Regions from separate parts of the Danio rerio genome. Here region 1 is linked to region 2. Evidence: chromatin contacts called from public Micro-C data. All regions are on one chromosome and are shown on one strand. Each heading gives the region's core, a stretch centred on a gene start, on an enhancer-like site or on the middle of the called end of the contact. The rest is flanking DNA. Distances are from core to core; before and after follow the strand shown.

Region 1 (4,070 bases), core at 1,277-3,776, 100 kb before region 2:
CGTTTGCCAGTGATTGAAATCAGTGACTTCTATTCTTTATATTTATGATTTAAAAAATATATATATTATCAGTATAGTTGATGCTAACGCTGTTCGTATTTAATTAATGTTCTTCAGGCAGTTTAAATCCTATACAGCTAATTTAACCATCCTCAGATTGTTGACACCATCTCAGCTTACCTGCTAATTTGAAAATTTCAAAGACAGCCTTTCTGCCACTTTATTATACACAATTAAAACAGGAAAAAGGCTGATCTCCATAGCCAGAGAAACTGCTTCAAAATAGTCCCAGTAAAATACAGGGTGTTAACTAACGTTTGGCCTTCATTATAACTGTGTATATGTGTATGTGCTAGAGAAAGAGAGAAAGAGTGAGAGAGAGAGAGAGAGAGAGAGAGAGAGAGAGAGAGAGAGAGAGAGAGAGAGAGAGAGAGAGAGAGAGAGAGTAAGAATGAATGTGTTTGCAATCCGTTTTAGCCACACTCAGCAAACCAGACTGGGCAGCAGCACTTTTTCACAATTACACACACACACACACACACACACACACACACACACACACACACACACACACACACACACACACACACATACACTTACAAAACCGGCCAATCCCCTCATCATCATTTAGTGAGTGCAGTCAGTGCTTCGGGGCCTCACCTGATCCTGTTACTTTCTTCTGACAGTGTTAAAGACGTGTGTATTATGCACGCACGCACACAACACACACATACACATAACAACAGTTTGCTTGAGCGCCAATATCTTTAAAGTGAACTCTGAAAGGCAAAAAGCAATTGCTGGTTATAACTGAGAGGATAATCTGTGAAGATAAAGCTATAGTGGACACAAGCAGAAGCATGATACGATACTCACAAAGACCTTTCCTGTATTGCCAAATAGATGGAAAACAGTCTGTTTGGACAATTAACACTTTAGGAAAAGAAAACGGTATAATTAACGTAAAAAGTATTCACAATAGCAGCTAAAATGATTAATTAAACACTTTTTTTAAAATGAAGTTTCTATAAAAGGTTTAACAAATATATAAGTTTTATGCTCCAATACAGTGGTGTGAAAAACACACCAAAACACTGATCAGATCAACATACACTCCCAGAAATAAAGGTACGAGAGCTGTCACTCGGGTGGTTTTTTTATAAAAGCTACACATTTGTACCTGAAGAATGTCTAAATACCTCAAGTGTACATATTAGTAGATAGTACAAAAGTTTACCTCTTAAAATGTTTAGGTAAGCTTTTGGGGTACCAATATGGCCCCTTTAAGTACAAATGAGTGTCTTTTGAAACGGTACCACCCCAGTGACAGCTCTTGTTTTTTCAGAGAGTGTACAATACAGTTTAAAATGATCTAACATTCATTTTAAAGGTTTTCGTTTGCCCTTCTGTTTTCATTTAAATACAAATATATGTGTGTATAAATATTTAATAATAATAAAAACAACCACAGCAACATATTACACAAATATGAATTATTAAAATAGTATATATGATAATATAATCAATTGCATTAATTTACTGCTACTTATAATAAATATATAATTCAAATTAATATTATGCATTGTTATTTATGATAATAATAAACGTTATGGTGGCACAGTGGGTAGCACGATCACCTCACAGCAAGAAGATTGCTGGTTCGAGCCCCGGCTGGGTCAGTTGGCATTTCTTTGTGGAGTTTGCATGTTTTCCCCGTGTTGGCGTGGGTTTCCTCCGGGTGCTCCGGTTTCCCAGACAGTCCAAAGACATGCACTATAGGTGAATTTAACAGGCTAGATTGACAGTATATTGAATAAGTGTGTATGCAAGAGTGTATGGGTGTTTTCCAGTGTTGGTTGCAGCTGGAAGGGCATCCGCTGCGTAAAACAAGTTGGATAAGTTGACAGTTTGTTCCACTGGGGTGACCTCTGATTAATAAAGAGGCTAAGTCATTAAATAACATTTAATGGTGTTTCTCAACCATGCTCCTGGAGGACCACCAGCACTGCATGTTTTGAATGTCTCCTTTGTCTGTCACACCCATTACAGGTCTTTTAGTCTCTGCTAATGAGCTGATGATCTGAATCAGTGTGCAATGTGCAGAGCTGGTGTTCCTCCAGAAACGTGGTTGAGAAACACTGATTTATTAAGAATACTAATAAAACATATAATAATCATAACAATAACAACAATACAAATAATTAATTTTTTATAAACAAAATAATTTTCACTTAAATGTTCATTGTTGTAAATTATATTCTTTGATGCTTTAAATACGTTCACCCCTCATTTCTCCTCAATCCTCCGCCGACAGCGCTTTGTGCTCTCCTCCTCCTCCTCCTCGAGCATCAGCTGCAGTACCGTAACCCGCCGCTAAAGCACCATACCGCTCTGCCGTTTGCCTCCCGTGAAGTGAACGTGACTCCGCGTCCAGAGAGCACTGGAATCCCGTCCGTGTTTTGCGCGAAGCTGACGGCTGCTCTCCGGCTGGTGGCTGCTCTTCGCTCGGCTGTTGTCCTGATATCACTCCGCTAGCATGGAGGAGGGGAGCGCTTGATTATTGTGATGGTGGCAGCTGCCGTACACACTGGCGACTGTAGGATTTCCTCTCCAGCCATCGGGACTTTAACGAACTGCACACCTTGTTCGCGCTCGGGGAGGCTTTCGCCGGCCAAACTAATGAAATGCAAGTTCACGAAACAACTCCGGAGCCTGTTCGCAGCAGACGGCAAAACTTTTTTCAGAAGGACAACACAATAAAACGACGGGCTCGCAGCAGCGGTGCTTGTGCGTGATGGTTGCGAGTAACATCCGGATGTTTGATGGAGCTCCAGTAGCGGCGAGAGAGTAGCAGCCCCGGTCGCCTCCGCGGTCCCGCACTGTTGTCTATTGAATGGTTGACACGGCGATCCTCCCGGAGGAGGGATTTACGCTCGTTTGAACGCTTCTTTCCTCACTATTTCACTGTATCTGGCTCCCTGGCGAAGCGGACTTCTGCCCCGCTTTGGAGAGGGGAGAGAGAGAGAGTCAGGGGGGCTTGACAAAGTTCTTCCCGAATCACAGATGATGGGGGATTTTGCCAGCCCCGCTGCCGTACCGACCGGCGGCGGCATTTGCATTAATAACAGTAACGTGAACTTAAACTCTGCCATTAATGCAGCCAACAGCGGCAGCACCGGCGGCGGTAACATACCGAAGCACAGCACGGTGGTGGAGCGGCTCCGCCAGCGGATCGAGGGCTGTCGGCGGCACCACGTCAACTGCGAGAGCCGATACCAGCAGGCGCACGCCGAGCAGCTGGAGCTGGACCGCCGGGAGACCGTGAGCCTCTACCAGCGGAGTTTAGAGCAGCGGGCCAAGAAATCCAACAACAGCAAACAGCAGAGCAAGCAACAAGAGCCCGACTCCAGCGCGAGCGCCGAGCAGAGGAACAGCACCCTGATCGCGGTGAGTTCAGCTCTCTCCATGGGCTGCCCGACTCCTCTCCTTCTGTGTGTCTGTGTGTGTTTGGACATGAACAGTGTTTGTTTGGGTCATAGACTCGTTGTGATTAAACTTTAGCTCGGCGTTTGTGCTTTTTACACTTTGGTTACTTCAATCAAAGCATAACTTGATTAAACCGTTTGTGAAAGTGCTTCTCGTGACTTTGGAGGCGTTTTACCACTTTTCTGTGCAGCCTTGTTTAAAGTTATGTAGTAGTTGATGATGTCATTTGATCTCCTCCTACTTACTATTTGCAGTTCAGCCGTGTTTCATGTTTGGGAAACATAATTGGGGTTGAAAATCGAGATCAGCTTGCTAGCTACACTGTGCGAATGTGTATTATCGTGTATTGTTTTGCTGAGAAGCGCGACGGTACACATGGCGAGTCGTGCCAGTTTCAGTTTCCTTTTAGGCGCGCTGTTTGAAAAGATGCTAATGTTTTGCGTTTATTTCACATCCCTCTCTTTCTCTCTTCCTGCTAGTTAGGCATGCGTGTGTGTGCAGTGTAACTGTTCGGTGCGATATTTGTTGAAAGAAAAAAAGGAAGGAAACGAATGCACATACATGTTTATCTGCATGCTAAGATC
Region 2 (4,202 bases), core at 746-3,245:
ATTAGTGCATGGTGCAACATTTGAGACAAATTTTTTCATTTGCTAATTTTATATTTCAGTGGCATAGCCCCACCTATTGTGAAATTCTATTAGCTCTAATATCTCTGCTGTTTATACTGTAACATTAAGTGTTGGCTTGAGATTGCAGCACAATTTTGGACAGATAGATTACTTGTCACTATAACTGGATAGTACTGTATCAAAATTTGGCACTTTCTTCTATTTCTCATTTGCATTGTGCGGTACTTTATATTACAACACAATTCTGTATAGGTCACCCATTTTCCCCTTTCACTGCCAACATTATGTTTACTTAGTAGGCATGGTGTATCCCAGAAAGTTGCGATTTAAACCTATTCATGCCTCAAGAAGAAAACTGATCAGGCTGTTCACATATTACACACTCAAGTAGATCAATGTAGATGTGGTGCTCAAATAGAGAGAGAAAGCAGAGCAGTTCACGCTTTACACAAGTTTAGCTGAGACATGTAAACAGCTCTATAAACAACAATGAAGGACAGCAGGCATGTGCCTGTTAAGTCTTGTTTTTAATTCTGTGTCATGCAATCGTCGTGACCCACGCCACATACATTGCTTTTAGCCATACATTTATACTTCTGCGTGCTGTTTGTGTTGCTCTGCAATAACTCTTCTGAAACCCTAGCTCAGGGGTGTCCAAACTCGGTCCTGGAGGGCCGGTTTCCTGCATAGTTTAGCTCCAACTTACTCCAACACACCTGCCTGGAAGTCTAGTATACCTAGAAAGAGTTTGATTAGATGGTTCAGGTATGTTTGGGTTAGAACTAAAATATGCAGGACACCGGCCCTTCAGGACCGAGTTTGGACACCCCTGCCCTAGCTGGCAGTAGGTTATGTTATGTTTCTCTGTCTCAAGATTATCTGCAGATGGTTCGTTTTTTCTGAACGCTACCTTAATTTACAAATAACTAAAACTCGCTCATTCAGAGGCGGTAACTGGAGAACGGGTGAACTTGTAAACAATCGCTTTATCGGGCTTGCGGCTTTAAGCACTGCCAACACTCGGCACAGATACCCAAGCCAACCAATCAACTCGTGCTACCTGTCGTTACAATGTGTAGTTCCATTTTTTGAGAGGTGTGCGACTGTGCGAAGTTTCGAAGTTTTGTTTGTTCATTGCTGTGCATTGATGTCATAATATTATTTTTATGGTATGTTTCATCTCTATATTTTAAAATGTTGCATATTTCTGTTGATATGTTGCCGATTTTGTCGTTCCTCTGGCTTGTTGCACACACAAGCGAAAATTCTCAATAATCCAACAGTGTTTGTCAGCAAAGCTAGCTCTCCTCTTAAGGTACTGTACATTTATGCTACATAGAGTATGTGCCCATAAAAGTAGTATGGTATTTTTCGATACCTTGGTACTGCTTCTTTTGTAATCGTTTTTTTTTTTAAGGGTTTTTAACCTTTATTAGATAGGACAGCAAAGTCTTGAGAGCAGAAAGAGAGGAGGATGATCTGCTAAGAACCTTAAGCCATGAATCTAACTTGCTATGTTGTCACACTAACCACTAGACTATTAGTGATGACACTTTGGTACATCTGACAGTAGAAACGGGAAATACATACAAACAGTATAGTACTGTACAAAACCATACTGGTCTATTTTTAAACCATACAAACCTATTTATGCTAAGTGCATGCTGTAACATATCAAGACCACTAACATTAGATGATCCTCAAGGTTGTGTTTTATTTATTATTGTTTGATGTTACAGGATTTAGGTATGCTTACATTAAGCATTGCGTATTTAGTCAAAGAATAGCTTGCAGAGATTGAAAGAAGGTGAACGCAATGAACATCAGCATAGGGAAGGTATAGCAGGAAAGAAAACATTAGGGAGGGAGCCCACTAGAGAGATTATTGGCAGAAGTGTCCAGTGCACTCAGCCCGGGAGCTGGGGGGAGGCGCTTCAGGATCAGGAGGTTGCTATAACAACTGCACCTTGGTGGTTCTCTCTCCAGTCACATGAAAGCATTAGCGTCTGTCTGAAGAGCTCTTCTGTCTTTCCCTCCCTCCCTCTTGTATTCCTCTCCCTCCCTTTATCCGTGTGCTCTCCCACATGGTGACTGTGAAGAGAGCAGGAGAGGGAGTGTGTTTGTGTGAGCTACTGAACACTTTAATAGGCAGTGAAATGGAGAAAAACAAACATCAGCCTCCCCCCTCTACACACGGACTTTCTCTCTCTCTACCTCTGCTGCGTGTTTTCTTAACCCTGCCATGCTAGTTAAGGCTTGGGGGAGGTTTCCTCGCCATTCTTATCCTATTACAGCGGTTTCCAGCCAAACGCTGCTAGCTAGATGGCTCTTTCTGTCTGCGGCTTATGGCGTCGGTCCGTAGCGTTGCGCTCGACCCCAGATGCTGGTAAAGATGTCTGCTTGAGGGGGCTGGTGGTAAACATACTTAATTACGCCTCGCTTAGCATGCAGGGGCTTTGCAGGAAGATGATCATTATTGATATCAATCATGTGCCATTCGGAGAGGATTCAACCGATAGGGTGCAGGAGCGGAGGGAGCGAATGCTTAGCGGTGTCATCAACAAATTTATGAGGCAACGAGAGGACATGTTTGCACAGCAGAATGTGTTTGTCAGGGCTTCAATTCTAGCGATAATTATGGTTATTTTCATACTTTCATCTAGGATGGAGTAACAAAATGACCATGTATACAATAATAAAAATAATATTAATAATAATAATAATAATACACAATAACAGTGAATAATAACAATAAAAATAATAAAAATAAACAATAATGACACACAATAACAGTAAATAATAATAACAAACAATGACACGCAATAACAATTGATTATATATATATATATATATATATATATATATATATATATATATATATATATACGTATGTGTGTGTGTGTGTGTGTGTGTGTGTGTGTGTGTGTGTGTGTGTGTGTGTGTGTGTGTGTGTGTGTGTGTGTGAATGATTGTATGATTATATATTAATAATAATATTTGCATTATACTTTAAAAATAAATTGCATTTAAAAAATATTAAATATATTATAATACTAATTATTAAAATAAGGCTAAATAAATTTAAATATTCAAACAAACAAATGAAAATAAAAAATATATTTTATATTTACATTTATTTATAAAAATAATATTAACTCATTCTTATAAAATGTATTAGACTACAATTATTAAAACAATAAAAACACTGAGTACAGTTCAACATTTTATAATGTAGCTTAATATAATGTAAACAATTTCAAAATATTATTTTAAACATTTTTATTGTATTTTTTTCTATAGAGGTGAATTTTATATAGTGTCTGTGACACCAAATAGATGTTGAAAGCCCCTGCATTACAATACAATTTATCTCAGACTCAGCTTTATTATCCCGTAAGGAAAACTAAAATTGCAACAAGGTACCATAAAACAGGCGAAGTTTTATGTACACATTAAAAAAAATAAATAAATATATATATATATATATATATATATATATATATATATATATATATATATATATATATATATATATATATATTACCACACAACATCCATACACAATCCATACAATTTATAGACAGAAAAGCCCCACCAGTAAATAATTCTGTTATATGAATTATAATATTTATAATAAAACGTAACATAATTGTTGTTGTGAGTAAATCTTAATTTATTTACTTCATTTATTCATAATTTGATTGCCACTAATGTGACTTATTTTGGGTGCATTTCACCCCTAACCTATGGAAGGTAAATCCTGCTGTTTTTAAATAAATCATGTAAACATTGAAAATTAAAATGAAAACCAGATTAACTTGAGGCGGAAATGCAGTAAAAACGAAATGTTAAATCCGCAACTTCATTTTATTTATAGATTTGACAGGGACGATGTGTTGTCACAGTGAAAATAAAAATTAAATCATTTCATTTTCAATTTTGGCAGTTATTTTGCAAACAGTGAAATTGTTAACCTGGTTTTCATTTTAATTTCCAATGATTATTTGATTTATTTTAAATTGGCAGGATTTACCTTCCATAATAACTGTTTTATACCTCATAAAAAACAAAAACATTGGTTACCTGTTCACATGGGCAGTATTGGAACTGTTTTACCTACAGGACAATTTCAGAATCACATCTATTTTCTAAATGTAGTTGCCAAATCCCTAGCACAGACT

The links. Hi-C and Micro-C count contacts between places; a contact is called where the count stands out from the background.
Region 1: a Micro-C map of caudal fin shows a contact between it and region 2, with 4 times the contacts expected there. The contact joins the promoter of maml3 here to the enhancer-like site in region 2. A contact is called at or near these places in 3 of 18 Hi-C or Micro-C datasets (caudal fin, hematopoietic stem cells and an unstated tissue) and 3 of 4 datasets of contacts at active chromatin or transcription factors (caudal fin, embryo and gastrula embryo).

The regions. Positions count from the first base shown.
Region 1 is chr1:43,619,487-43,623,556 of GRCz12tu, reverse strand. maml3 (mastermind-like transcriptional coactivator 3) reads left to right here and starts at 2,526. Exons shown (of 6, transcript XR_012407336.1): 1 at 2,526-3,447.
Region 2 is chr1:43,515,329-43,519,530 of GRCz12tu, reverse strand. The region is part of intron 1 of maml3 (mastermind-like transcriptional coactivator 3); the gene reads left to right. Among named protein-coding and RNA genes, the nearest start is that of maml3, 100 kb to the left of the region's middle. Within about 2 kb of position 1,995, at least 51 of the 62 cell types and tissues checked have an H3K27ac peak or open chromatin away from gene starts, as enhancers often do. A contact at or near this core is called in caudal fin, where this site is marked.